Regions from separate parts of the Mus musculus genome. Here region 2 is linked to region 1. The links are chromatin contacts, called in public promoter capture Hi-C maps. All regions are on one chromosome and are shown on one strand. Each heading gives the region's core, a stretch centred on a gene start, on an enhancer-like site or on the middle of the called end of the contact. The rest is flanking DNA. Distances are from core to core; before and after follow the strand shown. Region 1 holds the start of Habp4 (hyaluronic acid binding protein 4). Region 2 holds the start of Zfp493 (zinc finger protein 493).

What was found. Promoter capture Hi-C pulls out the DNA fragments that hold promoters and counts their contacts.
Region 2: a promoter capture Hi-C map of embryonic stem cells shows a contact between it and region 1. The contact joins the promoter of Zfp493 here to the promoter of Habp4 in region 1. A contact is called at or near these places in 2 of 39 promoter capture datasets (embryonic stem cells and maxillary cranial neural crest).

Annotation. Positions count from the first base shown.
Region 1 is chr13:64,158,698-64,166,385 of GRCm38.p6, forward strand. Habp4 (hyaluronic acid binding protein 4) reads left to right here and starts at 3,169. Exons shown (of 8, transcript NM_019986.3): 1 at 3,169-3,637. The coding sequence starts at 3,289.
Region 2 is chr13:67,776,046-67,783,733 of GRCm38.p6, forward strand. It overlaps Zfp493 (zinc finger protein 493), which reads left to right and starts at 3,648. Exons shown (of 4, transcript NM_028402.2): 1 at 3,648-3,774. The coding sequence starts at 3,769.

The DNA of each region.
Region 1 (7,688 bases), core at 1,919-4,418:
CAAACAAAAATCTCCCAGAGTTTTATTTCCCATACCCACAAGCAGGTGACTCACAACAGCCTGTAACTTCAGGCCCAAAGGATCCAAAACCCTCTTCTGGCTTTTGCAAGCACACAGATGCACGCGCACACACATAAATCTTTAAAAGTTCTACCCATCACTTGCTAAGTGTTAGCTTCCAAATTTGGGCTATAATTAATAATGCCACTGTCTCATGCCTATAGGTTGTTATTTACATATGAAGTACAGGTGCATATGTTTTCACTTTTGACTCCCTTTCTCCATGATTCTATTGAATTTTGAAATCTAAATTCAGCCTCCAACATGTCTACATGAAGCAGAAGGCCATATGGAAGCTATGAAGTTTAATTTGGGGGTGGGTGGAATTGTACTGCTTTTTTTTTCCTAGTCCTCACACCACTTTATATCCCACCAATGATCTATGCTGGTCCCGTCCCAGACTCTTCACATCCTTACTAATATATGCTTTATATATATCCTTCAAAAAAAAAATGACCGTCATCCCAGGGATCCTCTAACCAAGCTGTATAGGGAGACTAGCAATATTGGCGAGTTCTAGGTTTGAGTGAGACGCTCTATTTCAATAAATAAGTTGTAAGAGGAATTGAGTTTAAGTCCTGACATCAAACTTCAACCTCCACAGGCATTTGCCCACAGGTGCACACACATCCATACACATGTGCTGAAACATTTAGCCACACACACTAAACATATGAAAATGGGGAAAAATACAATGGAGAAGTAGGAAAGGTATCCTTAAAAGTGTGTCAGACCGTCACACACAGTTTTCATTTCCATTTTCCTTACAGCGTATGCCATTGAACACCTTTTCCTGTGTTTTTATCCATTTATAAACATATAGAATACTGATACTGAAACCCCCTAGTTTTAGTTGTTTTTTTAAATTTAATTTCATGTATTCTAAATACTAACCCCAGTATAAAAGATTTTCAAATATTTTCTTCCACTCTACAGGTTGTCTTTAGATTTCTTCAACAGTTTCCTTTGTTGACTGGATCCTAAATTTGATAAAGTGTAATTTTGCTTGTACCTTTGATGTCATATTTGCAAAATTATCTCCTTTCTACAGTTTTGGTCTCTGAAAATCAATCATCAGTAATAAAAACCAAGTCTCTTTGGAGAAATAGCTGATGCCAAGACCAGTCCAGGAAATGTGCAAGATCTGCCAGAAGTAAATAATTATTGTTACTTACACACACACACACACACACACACACACACACACTCACATGTATACAAAGCCTTCATTATGTATCAGAGCAACATAGGAGACAATGAAGAAGCTCTTGTGTCTACAGTGACATGAGCAACAGAATAATGTAGCACTGGATTGCATTCACAGTATAAAGTAAATGCCTTGAATGTACACTATGTAACAAATCACTGGATACATTAGTATGAAAGAAGAAACTCCTAACTTGCTTTCTGTTACAGCTGGAAATTTGTTTCTCAGCTGGTAGTGCTGTCTGGAGAGACTATGGGGTCTTTAGGGGAGGTCCTCAATGTAGGGTATGTTACCCCTGTCTGATTCCTGTTTTGCTCTCTGCTTCACAGTCCACCATGATGAGAACAGCTTTCACCTCAGCCGGGCTCCCAATATGAACTGGGAGCTTCACCATGTCTTCTTGCCAAGGTGGACTAAATTCCTCTGATACTGGGCACCAGATAAATCTTTGCCTCGTAAGTTGTTGATGACGGGATCCTAAGTTTGATAAAGTGCAATTTTGCTTGTGCCTTTGATGTCATATTTGCAAAATTATGGTATTGTGGGTGCAGCAATGCGAAGGTAACTAAAACTATCCCTATCCCTGACATCATCTAAGCTTTCTTCACACAATGGTCCAAGGTTCACCTGTTTTGTAGTGTGTGCTAACACTTGTTCTTTTTCTGCCCTCCCCCCACCCCATCCTAGCTTCTGTTGTAGCACATCTTATTCATCCATCACCCAGTTAATGGGCATTTGGACTGCTTCTTCCTCCCGGCTATTGTGAATAGCACCTCTGAGAATAATACGAGTTTTCATCTGAATACCTATTTCCAATTTTGGCTAGAAAAATACAGGCTCTAATCTTTAATTCAAAGAAAGAAGTGGCCACCTATCTTAAAATCTCTAGCCATCTGACAATTTACTGAGAACCCCTGAGGTCCCTGAATGGCAAGCCCAGGAAATTACAATTTGAGACAAAAATCACTTTTGATTTCTTTGCACAGAGAAGTTGGACAACAGTAAAACTCAGACCTTTTTTAACACCTGTATTTAATTATTCCTTTCACATGTTCTATGAAGTAAAACATATGTTCTATGAAGTAAAACTGCTTGTGATAGGGAGGGAACCAGCAGGCAGGGATGGCATCATGGAGAAGGGCAATGTGGAGACAGTTTTGAACAAAGTGTAATGACATAAACATGTATATATACACACACATATAAACACACAAACATACCATAAGAACCATTACTTTGAATGCTAACTTACAAAATTAATTTTCAGGAGAGTGATGGCTCAGAGAGCAAAGGCACTCGCCAGCAAGCATGACATCTAATTTGGAGTTTCATTCCCCAGAAGCCAGGCCTTAACTGAATGTCTCAAAAGAAAAACAACCGCTATCTAAACCTCACCCTGTCCGCTCCCGCACTCATCACAACATCACAGTGGGTCTGGGGTTGTTTCTTTGCACTTGAATGGGTTGTTTTGGTCTCTTGTTCCTGTCACACCTCTTGAAACGCAAGTCTCTCCAGGCTTCTTGAATGGGTCAGCACCCAGCTGAGGACGCTGCCTCTCCTCTAGGCACTTTCCCTCAGTTTACAGCTCTCCCCCAGACACGCAAGCCCTTAAAGGCTCTTGACTAGGTCATTTTGGTGAAGTGTGGCGGTGTGCAACCAGGCTCCCCACTGGCGCACACCGGCGAGAGAAGGCTTGCAGCCTCCCTGAGTTTCTGGTGGTAGCTCCGCCCAAGCCCCATACCACCACGCCCACAGGCTATAGAGTGGGAGGGGATAAAGTGGGGCGTGACGTCACAGACACCGGTCTCCCATTGGGTCTTCGTGCGCCCCGGGGCCGAAGGGCGTGTCCACCAGCGCTCATTGGCTGGGGCGCGCAGGCCGGGAGGAGCCGACCGCGGGGCCGAGAGTGCGGCGGCGGCGGCGGCGGCGGCGGCAGCAGCAGCAGCAGCATGGGTCCTCGCCCGCGGCTTCGCTGAACCTCACTGGCCTGGGCTGCCCGCGGCGCCCGCAGCGGCGGCGTCATGAAGGGGGCCCTGGGGAGCCCTGTAGCCGCCGCGGGCGCCGCGATGCAGGAGACGTTCGGCTGCGTCGTGGCCAACCGCTTCCATCAGCTGCTGGACGACGAGTCGGACCCGTTCGACATCCTGCGGGAGGCCGAGCACCGGCGCCAGCAGCAGCTGCAGCGCAAGCGTCGCGATGAGGCGGCGGCGGCGGCCAGCGGGGCCGGGCACCGTGGCGGCAGGAGCCCGGCTGTGGCCTCAGGACACAGGCCTGGCGCAGGCGGCCGCAGGGAGTCGCAGAAGGAGCGCAAGAGCCTCGCGGCGTCCGGCGCACAGCAGCCAGACAGCCCTGGGGGCCCGCAGCCGCCAGGTACGCCGTGGGCACCGAGGTCACCCCTGCAGCCGCTAGCTCCAGTCGCGGGGACCGATCCCGGACGCGTGGGCGGATCAGAGCTGGGAGTCCTTATGGGCGCAGGACCCGGGGTCATCCTTTCAGGGGCCACCCTTGAAGATAATAATCCTCTCGGGGTCACGTTTCCAGGGATCACTCTAGGGAGCCACTTTTGAGGGATCATGACCCTCCAGGGCCATCCTCCTGGGTGGTCATTTTCCCTGGTCACCCTATCTCAGTGGAAGGGTCAGGGTTTCACTCTCGGTGGGCTCATCCCAGATGGGGGACAGTGAGCAGAGCCGTGAATCTTGGTGGACAGAGGGCCTTTGGTCATTCTCCCTGGGTCCCAATCCACGAGGGGTTGGGAATCACCCTCTCTCCGGGGCTGGGGGTCGTCCCTATCCATCCGTTACGGGTGGGCCGAGCTGGAGGTTCTTGATGGGCAAAAAGGCATAGTATGACTCTTCCGGGGTCACCCTCCTGACATTCCTGGTTTCGTGGAGGAGCTGGGACTGACAGCCTGAGAGTTGCGCAGCTGGGATTCTCACATCTGCAGCTGGCTGCATCCTTCATCTTCCCTCCCGGCCTCTGCGGGACTCAGCTCTGTAGGCGATGCACTGCTGAAACCTTCAGGGATCCCAGATTCTGGGCCTCGAAATCCTGGGAGGCCTGGGTACCCTTACGTGTGGGAGCCCCCGGAAGGCAGACTTGAGCCCAGGGTGAGTTGGGGTGGGCTTGAGGTTCCGGCTCCTCTGCGCCTTAGCTCTTTTCTCCATCCTCATATGGTAGCCTCTAGGTGTTAGCTGACATCGATTGCAGGTGGAACAAATAGTGTATGTGGGACTTGTTATTTGTGATTGATTGAATACTGTTTTTTCTAGAAGCGGCTTTAGCCTTTGCAAGCGGAATGCTCAAAGTTACCCTTTCTGCTTAATCAGAAGGGGTCAGCCCTCCGCTGGGTGTACTGTCTGCGTGGGAGGCTGCTTCAGACTTCGTGGCTGTCACCTGAGCTGCGTCAAGGCTTTTGCAGCCAAGCTCTCACCAAATGAACGCCCGGTTTTCCCGTATTAAGTTTATATCCCTAAGATTGGCAAGAAGGGGTATTGAGATTAGAGGGTAGTTTGACCACGAGGTAGGCAGATGTTCATGTGGGCATTATTGCCTAGTTCTTACTTGAGAAAACTGTCCGTTCCACCTCTGGCTTCACATTTGAGGCTTTCGCTGGTACAGCTAGGTAATGTTTACCTTTATCTGTGAAGTTAATTTGAGACATTGGTTGAGATTCAGAAAATCATTAATGAAGATGGATACCTCAGTAAATTTAGGACTCCTTTTAAAATGGAAATGCACCATACAGTATATTTTGTATTGAGTTTCTCTTAAGTGTATTTAGGAAAATGGGAAGGGAAGGAATTGAGAAAGATCAAATAAAATTTTTTTACTATTTACTTTTTTTTTTTTAACCAAGTGAAGATATACTAGCCTTTGGAAGTGTACCAGTTACTACTGTTAGAGTGTTGTTGGTTTGTTTGATTGGTTGTTTTGTTTTGTTTTGTTTTTGAGAAAGGCTTTCTCTGTGCTGTTCTGGGACTTTGTAGACCAATCTTTCCCCTAACCCACAGAGATATTCCTAGATTTGTCTTCCAAATGCTGAGATTAAAGGTGTGCACCGAAATGTTACTTTTTAGCCTTGTTAAAATAAAAATATTTTTTGTTATAATGAACCCAGGGTTTTATTTATTTTGCGCAAGTGATCTTCTATGAGCTTGAACCCCCAGGTCTTGTTACTGAAATTTCCAGCAATCTCAAAAAAACCGAATGAAGTTAGCAGAAGGGCCCTTTATTTTTCTTATGATTAACGCTATGCATTTATATACATATATTTATGTAATGACAGCACAGTGTGGGGCTGGGGAGATAGATCAATCAGAAAACGTTTGTCTTGAAAACGTGAGGATCTGAGATTCTTGCCTGAATCCACGAGCCCCAGTTCCAGAGAGAGACACTGTCTCAGAAAGTAAGGTGGGCTGTTCAGAGGTGAACACTCAGGGTTTCCCTCTGGCTTCTGGACTCAAAGGCACACTTGCACATGTATACATGCATGTACACAGCTACAGTGCTCTCTCTCTCTCTCTCTCTCTCTCTCTCTCTTTCTTTCTTTCTTTCTTTCTTTCTTTCTTTCTTTCTTTCTTTCTTTCTTTCGCAACATACTCTACTTGGTATTGTAAGCTACTATACTTCGAACTTTTGAGACCAAGTTGATGTTAGAATTTTGTAACAAGATTTCTTTTTTCAAATGTACATGAATTTAACACCTGTAGCTCCTGTTCTAAATATATCTAGTGGGCTACAGAGAGACTCTAGAGGCATTGTGAGCACTAACTGATGTGAAAGACCAGGCTTTTCTGCAGCCAGGAAAAAATTAAACATTGCATGTCCTGAGTGAACGTGTAGTGTAGGCAAATATCTTGCACATTTGCTGTGTAACAGAAACAGTTACTGATCTCAAAATGGTGTGGAAGTCATTGTTTTCCCCATGGAAATATATTTATTTTAGTGTCTATGTCTTTCTAATGATAACCCTTGGATGAGCCTTGCCCAAGAATAAATTCGTTCTTGAATCATCCTTGTTTCCCTAGACTTCCAAGGTTATGGTGGATAAGCCAACATTCAGCTTTGTCTTATAGGAAATCTTACTATAAATGTTACTGTATTCTGTTAACTCTCTGGGCTTTAGTTTAGAGAAGCGATCAGACCATATAGACTAGATCTTTCCTGGAAAGGGCTAGGCAGTGCAGCACCTGCATCCCCTATTCTGAGCTGCCGATCCAGCACAGAGAAGCCGAGTCCAGCTGCATCTTGATCTCCTAGAACCAAGTGGTGGAGGAATAAAAATCTGTCCCTGATTACTTTGTTTTGGGGTTTTAGAAAAATGTAATGTTTGCAAGATACTCATAATTATTATAATACATTGCATCTAACAGTTTCATTTTATACACAGGAGCCCTGGAAGAGATTTTACTTAATTGATATGATTAGGAATAACTTAGAGAAAGCAGAAAGAAGTGAGAAAAAGCACTTAAGCAAGTCTGTAGCTAAATGGAGATGCATAGTTTAAAAAAAAAATCTAAGTTGCTAGTAGGAAATCAGAAGTTAATTAAAATAATAGTTCTTTTCTTAAAAAGAAAGTCTTGTTTTTTTTTAATGTGTAAACATGTTTGCCTGCATGTGTGTATATGTACAATATAATGCCCACAGAGGCCAGAAGAGAGAGTATCAGATCCCCAGAACTGAAGTTACAAATGCCTGTTGAGCTACCATGTGGTTGTTGGGAACCAAACTCCGGGCCTCAGAGTGCTTAACTACTGAGCCATTTCTCCAGCCCCAATAGTTTTTTTTTGGTTTTTCGAGACAGGGTTTCTCTGTATAGCCCTGGCTGTCCTGGAACTCACTTTGTAGACCAGGCTGGCCTCGAACTCAGAAATCCGCCTGCCTCTGCCTCCCAAGTGCTGGGATCAAAGGTGTGCGCCACCACGCCCGGCTCCAATAGTTCTTTTTTAAAATACATTTTTATTTTATGTGTATGAGTTGACTTAGGGTTTGTATTCCTGCACAAAACATTCATGGCCAAGAAGCAAGTTGGAGAGGAAAGGGTTTATGCAGTTTACACTTTCACATTGCTGTTCATCACCAAAGGAAGTCATGACAGGAACTTGGAGGCAGGAGCTGATGCAGAGGCCATGGAGGGATGCTGCTTACTGGCTTGCTTCCCCTGGCTTGCTCAGCTTGCAAGAACCCAGGACTACCAGCCCAGGGATGGCAACACCCACAATGGACCTTCTCACCCTTGAACCCTTGATCACTAATTGAGAAAATGCCTTACAGCTGGATCTCATGGAGGCTCCTTTCTCTGTGATAACTCCAGCTTGTGTCAAGTTGACACACAAAACCAGCCAATACATGAGTGTTTGCCTGCATGTATATATGTAAGTATGTATGTATGCATACCACATGACACACATCAGTGTGT
Region 2 (7,688 bases), core at 2,398-4,897, 3.6 Mb after region 1:
TTACAGGACTCTTGCAACTTAACTTGGAATGTCGGCCCTAAAACTGTCCTGGGCGGCCTTCAAACATTCTGCAATTTATCTTGGAGTGCCAGCCCTGACCTCACAGTCCCAGGAAGCCATCAAACTTCTTGTAGCTATCTTGGAGTGCCATAAACAGTCCCAGGCACCAAACGGAGACATGGTGGAGGAGGTGAAGCTGCCTTAATCTAAGCAGTTCTAGGCGCCAAGTGAAGGAGGGAGTGAAGCTGGCAGGCTCAGGTGCCAGGTGGAGGCAATGAAAGAGGGGGTGACATAATTCCCTTCAAAGGGTCAGCCGGATCTTTAGGGTGAGAGTAATTGCGGGACCTAGTTTCCCACGGTTTGGTCTCTCACATAGAACCTCTTTTGTAATGTTTTTTTGTTTTGTGGACAAACAGATGAAAAGGTTTGAGATGTCTGGAAATTCTAGACGTGCAGCTGAAGTAAGATTTGTTTTTAAAGCCATGGATGTTGTTTGTTTTAGTCTTAGGCTAGGTTAGGGACACAGTGCCCCATTTTGTGCTGGTGTATAGTGGCCTTGCTCTTTCCACAACCTCTGGTATCTAGAGGCAGTAATGCATGGCTACACCTAGGAACTCTGGAACCTGTCTCTCATTCTTTGGAGCTGGGATCTGAAGGATTACAGCAATCCTGCTCTAGAAAAGGCTCCTTTTGCCTCCTGTCAGCTGATAGCCAAATGGGTAACCTCTGATATGTAACATTGGGCTAAGCCAACATTCTGTAGCCCAAGGTCTGTAACTCTTGTAGCAATCCCTCAGTGGCTCTTTTTATAATTTAGTTTAGTTTTAGAGGCTATAGAAGGTCATTTGCAAATTGGAAGAGTGTGGTCCTTGGAAACCTATAACACAAGGGCAGGAAGTCACCACTTAGTGGCTCTTCATACAAGGTCAGAGAATTTTTAAATCCCTGGGGATGCCTAGTTCAGCTAAGTTGCCCACTGTAACCTTCCTCTGGGTCTGTCTATTTAAAATAAAAAATAAAAATAAGATAAATACATTCTTACTTCAAGGAGGAATAACTGGGACACAGGTAAAAAAAATCTTAAAGCAAAACAAAGCTTCAAAAATTTTAAATATGTCAACATCTAATTATCTGGGATTCACTTATCTTCTGGGATCCTCCAAGGGGCATGGGTCACTTCTCTGGCTCCATTCTCTGCAGCACACAGAGCTTGTCTTCCACACTTGGGCTAGCTAGCTCTACTCCACACCTACTGCTGTTCTTGATGGTCATCCTTTTTTTTTTTTTAATTTTTTATTAGGTATTTAGCTCATTTACATTTCCAATGCTATACCAAAAGTCCCCCATACCCACGCACCCCCACTCCCCTACCCACCCACTCCCCCTTTTTGGCCCTGGCGTTCCCCTGTACTGGGGCATATAAAGTTTGCGTGTCCAATGGGCCTCTCTTTCCAGTGATGGCCGACTAGGCCACTTGATGGTCATCCTATGGTACAGGCATATCCAAAATGATGTGGTCTTCTGCTGCACGGACTCTTCCTTCTGATAGTGCTTTGTGCTTTGGTTTCTGACATGATGCTCCCAGGAATAAATATTCCTGCTAGGAGTTAGGAGGACTCAATACTCTGTAATGCCAATCTGGCTTTTTCCAATGAACTCACTTGATAGTCCTAGGAAGCTATTTCTGATAGCCTTGCATCCAGGGAAGAATCGTTCCTCTGTCCTGATTTGGAGGAACTGAGGGAAGTTTGAGGCATATGCTCTTGACTTTCTAACCATTGTCATATAGGAATAATTTCAGGATCCGAAAAGAAAGGAAACTGATGATGGCAGATCAAGCAAGCCTCTGCATGGGGAATTCCAATCGATGATGGAACAGGAGTCATTGCACACACAGTATGATCCCTGGAACTGTGTCCCTCCACTTGGGAGAGGAGCAGGGGAAGTAAGCATGAGCTCCTAGCACACCTGCTAGTGAATACTGTTGGGTTTGGGGTGGAAGCTGAGAAAACTCACTTCAGATATGAAAACTTAAAAAATGAAGCTTTATTTTCAGAGCCTCGAGGAGGCAGTCACTTTGGAATCTGAACTGCCTCCCAAAGGGAGTTTGAACAACATTTTTAAAGGATGGGAACACAAAACAGGGGGGACCAGGGGAGGGGAGCTGCACTTTTAACCAATTGTATTTTGACATTATGGGTTAAACAAAGGAGTACCATTGGAGACTGGGCGGTATCCAGGGCACTTGGCTTCAAGGTCCTTAATTCGTTCTCCTAGACATTAGGTCTGGAGTGGTTAGGAGCTTAGAGTGCTAAGGAGACAAAGGACTGGGTCAGCTGTATGTAGTATATATGTGTGTGTGTAAAACCATGGTTTAAATAATAGCAATCTCTCTCTCTCTACACACACACACACACACACACACACAGCTGTTAACAAATTAAGAAAACATTTGGAAAAGTGAGTGATAGCTGTTCTTTACGGGCCTGGGAACATGAACTTGTATGACCCTGCCAGCAAGATGGAGAAGTTGCCCTTGAGATGGCTGGACTCAGACAACTGTTTAAAACAGAAGCTATTCAGCTATACGGAAGTCCCCAGCTCCCCTAGGGCCTGGAACTATGAATTTAGTTTCTCTCTAGAATTTAATGAAATCTGAAAGTGAAATCGTCATAGTACTTAGAATACGTTTCTTTTCTTGTCCCCAACAATACTTGCCTGCATTCATGAAAAACCAGGTAGAAGAGGATGAAGCTCTTGTATAGCACAAATTAGTGGATGAACATGTGTGCACTCTACTTACAGACAGACCAAAAAAAGATCCTGAGATAAATTCAGGATTTCTTCGTAAGTTAACATCAGAGAGCTGGATGTTTAACTTTGTCCAATGATTTAAAACAGCTGTGTCCCTGATCCATGCCCTTCACTGTATGGAAGTTTCCAGTGTTCACATGAAAACGTTATCCAGTTGTGGAGTCTTATCCATGTATGGCTCACACAGGTGAACAAGGAGTAGTTATGCATATGTAATGCTTGGTATTAAGCCAAGCCTCCACTGTAGTCAAGGGCTTTACCCCTTGCTCCCTAACCCTACTTGTACATTGTATTTTGAAACAAGGTCTCTTTATTTGGCCCAGGTTAGCCTTGGATTTGGGATCCTCCTGTCTTAAGTTCCTGAGCAGTTCGACTACAAGGAAGGTCACATATAGTTATTTTATAGTAATATTGAATCAGTGTGAACTTTACATGTAGAAGATTCCATAATAAGTACACTTTTGAGTTTAAATCGCAACATATTGAACAGAAATAAGTTGCAAACCTATTAAAGGTTACTGCCAAAGGCTCAATTTACATTTAAACGTGTCCTGTACTGAATTCAGCATTTCCCCCCCCTCTCTGTGTAGCCCTGGCTGTCCTGGAACTCACTCCATAGACCAGGCTAGCCTCGAACTCAGAGCCTGTCTCTGCCTCCCAAGTGCTGGGATTAAAAGCTAGCGCCGCCACCACTGCCCGGTTTAAATTTAGCATTTTAAAAGCCAACTGGCTCCCTGTGGTTGTACCAGGACACAAACTGACTGCTTCCTCCCAACCCCTTACACTCTAAGGGATTTCTTTCGCATAGAGTTGTGGGAAATGTAGTCTTGCCCATATGACGTCACAAGGAGCCAGTCAGGAAACCACGTTTCTACTCTCGGTCTGCATAGTTGCATCTTTCCCAAAGTTGAGCAAGAAAAAGGTCTTGCTCAGTACTCGGTTTGCATCTCTCACATGGAGGTTCGTCCAGGGTGCAACGCTGCCCTGCAGGCGTGAGGGTCCGCGTGGTGATGGGTCCGGAATGGATGGCGAGGGTTTGTGGATGGGAGGTGGGAAGAAGCGGACTTGGGGGTGCTGTGCTGACCTAGGCTGGACCAACCCCACGTTGGATCCAGGTCAGAGCTGCGGAAAGGGCAATGGGGTCGGCTCTGAGAGTGACCGTTTTGCTTGCACGAGGCTACTGCTGGAGTCCACCCTGCGCAGGAGAGCTGGCTCAGGACCCAGGAGTGAGAACTGCTGGAAGTCCTGGCAGGTTTCACCCTGACTGGTGTCTGATGACAGCCTGAGGCTATGACTGGGAGCGCACTCTCCTGCTTGGCTGGGGAAACTCTGCTCTCTAGCTGACTCAGGCTCACATGGTTGTAGTCAGATTTCTCAGGAAATCTAGAACCAACTGGGTGTGTGGTGCTTTCTTTACTTTATAGCTGGCCCAGGACTCTTGGAGTTGACAAAAGTTCATAACCTTGTTTATTTGCAAGTGAAGGGAGTTTTGGGAGGGCGGTTGGTGTTTGGAATGTTGGTTCCATTTTCTTGGTAATGAACTGTTAGATTTATGAACTATTTTGAATAGAAGTCCTTCGCGATCACTGTTGTGACGTCAACCCCAAGACTAACACTCCTATATGAATGAGGGCAGAATAGTCCCTTAAAGGGAAAGATTTGAGTTTTGTGTCAACCAAGTAGTTCACTCTGTAGTGTAGAGTGAAAAGTACTAGAAAATAATAGATCAGCCAGTACCTTCGGAGACTGCGTTTGGACTCCTTTTCAAAATGGAGAAACAAATTGGTGTGAGAATAGGCGTGGGTACAGGGCTGTTGGTTACAGGTGAGAGGGGGCTGAAATGTCTCTGGGGGAGGAAATAATACTGCATCCTAAGAGGTCGGTCTTCATCGCTCTTTAATGGCCAGCTGTTCTGTCTTTGCATATCATCTGCAGTGTCTAAACTCACCTAAACCAACTCTTATCGAAGAATGTGGCATCTAGGTTCCCTAACCCTCCCCAAACAGTTCTAGACAAACTCACCCAAGTACTTACAGTGTGTCAGAGAGACAAAAAGATGGAATTGAGGAGCTCTGATCACTCAGGGCCCTGTGACTGGCACCTTGTAAGCACCTTAATGAAGCCAGCCTTGAACTCCTAATCCTCCTGCCTCTACCTCCCAAGGACTAGGATTATTGGTTTGTGCCACATTGACATGGCAGGACCTACAAGGTCAGAGGATATCTTCTGGGAGTCATTCTCCCTTTCCACCATGTGAGTTCTGGGTATTGAACTCTGTTATTAACTGACAGAGTTTCTGGCAGTCCGTATTTACCCATTCAGGTATCTCTCCAGCCCTATTCATGGCTATTGTAACATTTTTATTTGAAAGTATTACTAAGGAAGACAAATATTGCCTCTGCTGGAAACCTTCACATTGAGTGTTAGCTGTCAAAATGTTTGACTTTCAGCTGCTGAAAAGCTTCAAACTCAAGTGAGGGGATCTCTCTTCCCAGATCTTAACTTCTCCTGTCTTTCTATTCTACTTCATTTACATGTAGTCAGTAGAAGACAACCATACTATGCAGCAGACTCCAGGATACAGGACACCTCCACTCCCAAAGCCCAGTCTGAAGGTGTGGTTTGAATGGTGCCCCTGGGCTCTTCTTTGAATGCTTTGTCTCCATTTGGTGGAACTGCTTGAGAAGGAGTCGTAGGCGTGGCCTTGTTGGAAATATGTCACTTGGGACAGGCTTTGAGATGTCAGAAAGACTCCTACCCTCTCTCAGAGCTCTGCCTCTTGCTTGTGGATCAAGATGTGAGCTCTCAGCAATTCCTGCTAGCATTTCACTATTCTGGACTGTAATCTTCTGAAACCATAAGCCCAGTAAAAATCTTTTATAAGTTGCCTTGGGTGCTGGGCAGTGGTGGCTTACATTTTTAATCCCAGGACTCAGGAGGCAGAGGCAGATGGATCTTTGAGTTCCGGTCCAGCTTGATCTACAGAGCAAGTTCAGGATATCCAGGACTGTACAGAGAAACCCTGTCTCAAAACAACACCCCCACCCTACCCCGTTAAAAAAGTTGTCTTGGTTGTAATGTTTTATTACAATAGAAAAGTTATTAAACCAAGAAGGTGTATGTGCAAACGTATAGGTGGGCTTTTCTTATTGCAACCAGCATAACTGTACCCTCAGGATTTCACAGTGATGTTAGTCCATCAACCTTCCAACAATCCTCTTTTAAAGTAGATGATCTATAAATAGTTCTTGTGATGTAGATGATCTATACATAGCTCTCATGATGCTGTGGAACTGCCACCACAAAAGAATGGTAATTGACACTAAATAAAGAACAAAGGACAAGACTGTGTCTCTTACACCATAAATTGATTGGATAGATTTAATTAGATAAATTTAATATAAAAGATTAAGCTAAATATCTGAAACTAGGTGAATGACCCCCAACCTTTAGAGTGAGCTCATCTATGTAACAAGATAGTGAGGTGTAGGTAGACGTAAAGGCCTGTGATGGAAGTGCCTCTGCAGATCAGACATTTAGTTGAATTATCATCCTATCTATTGATACATGGATCAATAAAATTCCTAAATTATATCTATATAAATTTTATTGAAGTGATAATTCCCAAAGAGGCAGTTCTTTAGAACAGAATATAACCTTATATAGTGTGTTGACAAACACCCCTGGTTGGATCAAAATTAACGATCAATAAAGAAAGCATATTGACCCAACAAACAGCCTCATTTTAATTCCAACACTCAAATAGCAGGTAAGTATTTTAGACTATATTAATCTATTATATTTATAGATGGTATACTCTTAATATGTATAACAAGATGAGTCAAATGCTCATTAATTTTTAACAACTTTATAGACCAAGTGTGTAATTTCATTTGTACATTCAAAGTAATGTTAACTGCACATAAAAGACCAATTAGATGAAGATTTTAAAAAGCAAACAGAATGTAACAAATGGCGACCTTGCCTGTTTACCACAAATCATATCTCTGGCATTATCAGTGTTAGGTGCACCTCCTGCCAGGGTGCCATTGCCAATCCTGACCAAGCCAAGAATGTGTAGTTTTAGTTCCGTAGTTAAGGACTTGTATGAACCATGACAGGAGTTTATCTCTAAGTCAGTGGAATGACAGCTTCATAAACAGGCTAAGAGAAACAATCAGACAAGAAGACCCTATGAAGTTTTAACTTATTAATCCACCATATACCCCCATATTCCTAAAAGAACTGATAATCAGAGTTAGCCTTCCATCTCTAAAGCCTGTGTGGTCAGGACATGAACCTATGCCCAAAGCCATCAGCTACACAACTGGAAAGCAATGGTACACTTGCAAACTCTATGGCATCTTGGCTCACTTTCAGAGGACAAGTCCTGTTTGTGGTGAAACTAGAGAGAGAAGATACTTAAAAAGAAGTTGAAATTGAGGCATTTGCAGGACTGAGGATCAGTAAATGAGGTGGGGTGGTTGGAACTAGCTAGTACTGTCTCTGGGTCTCTGTGCATTACTGAAATCAGGGCTCCAGTGTATGGCCCCGACTCCACTGTGGCTACAGTATTCTACTGTGGTACTCCTCACCATAGCTTCTTCCTGTGAGAATGCATGCAATGTGTGGTGTACTATGCAAGCATTCCACACTAAATACATATTTTTGTGAATTCCTAAATTTTACAATTTATTTTCATAAAATTACCTTTATTTAAGTTTTGGAACTTATGTCATTCTCTTTCTTTAAAGAGGATGAATTCATGAGATATCATTTCATTTCAAGGTATTTAATATCAGGCACCTATGTCAGAACCATTTCTATCTATAATTTCATCTTCTTCAAAATTTAGAATTGTGACTGCAAGTATG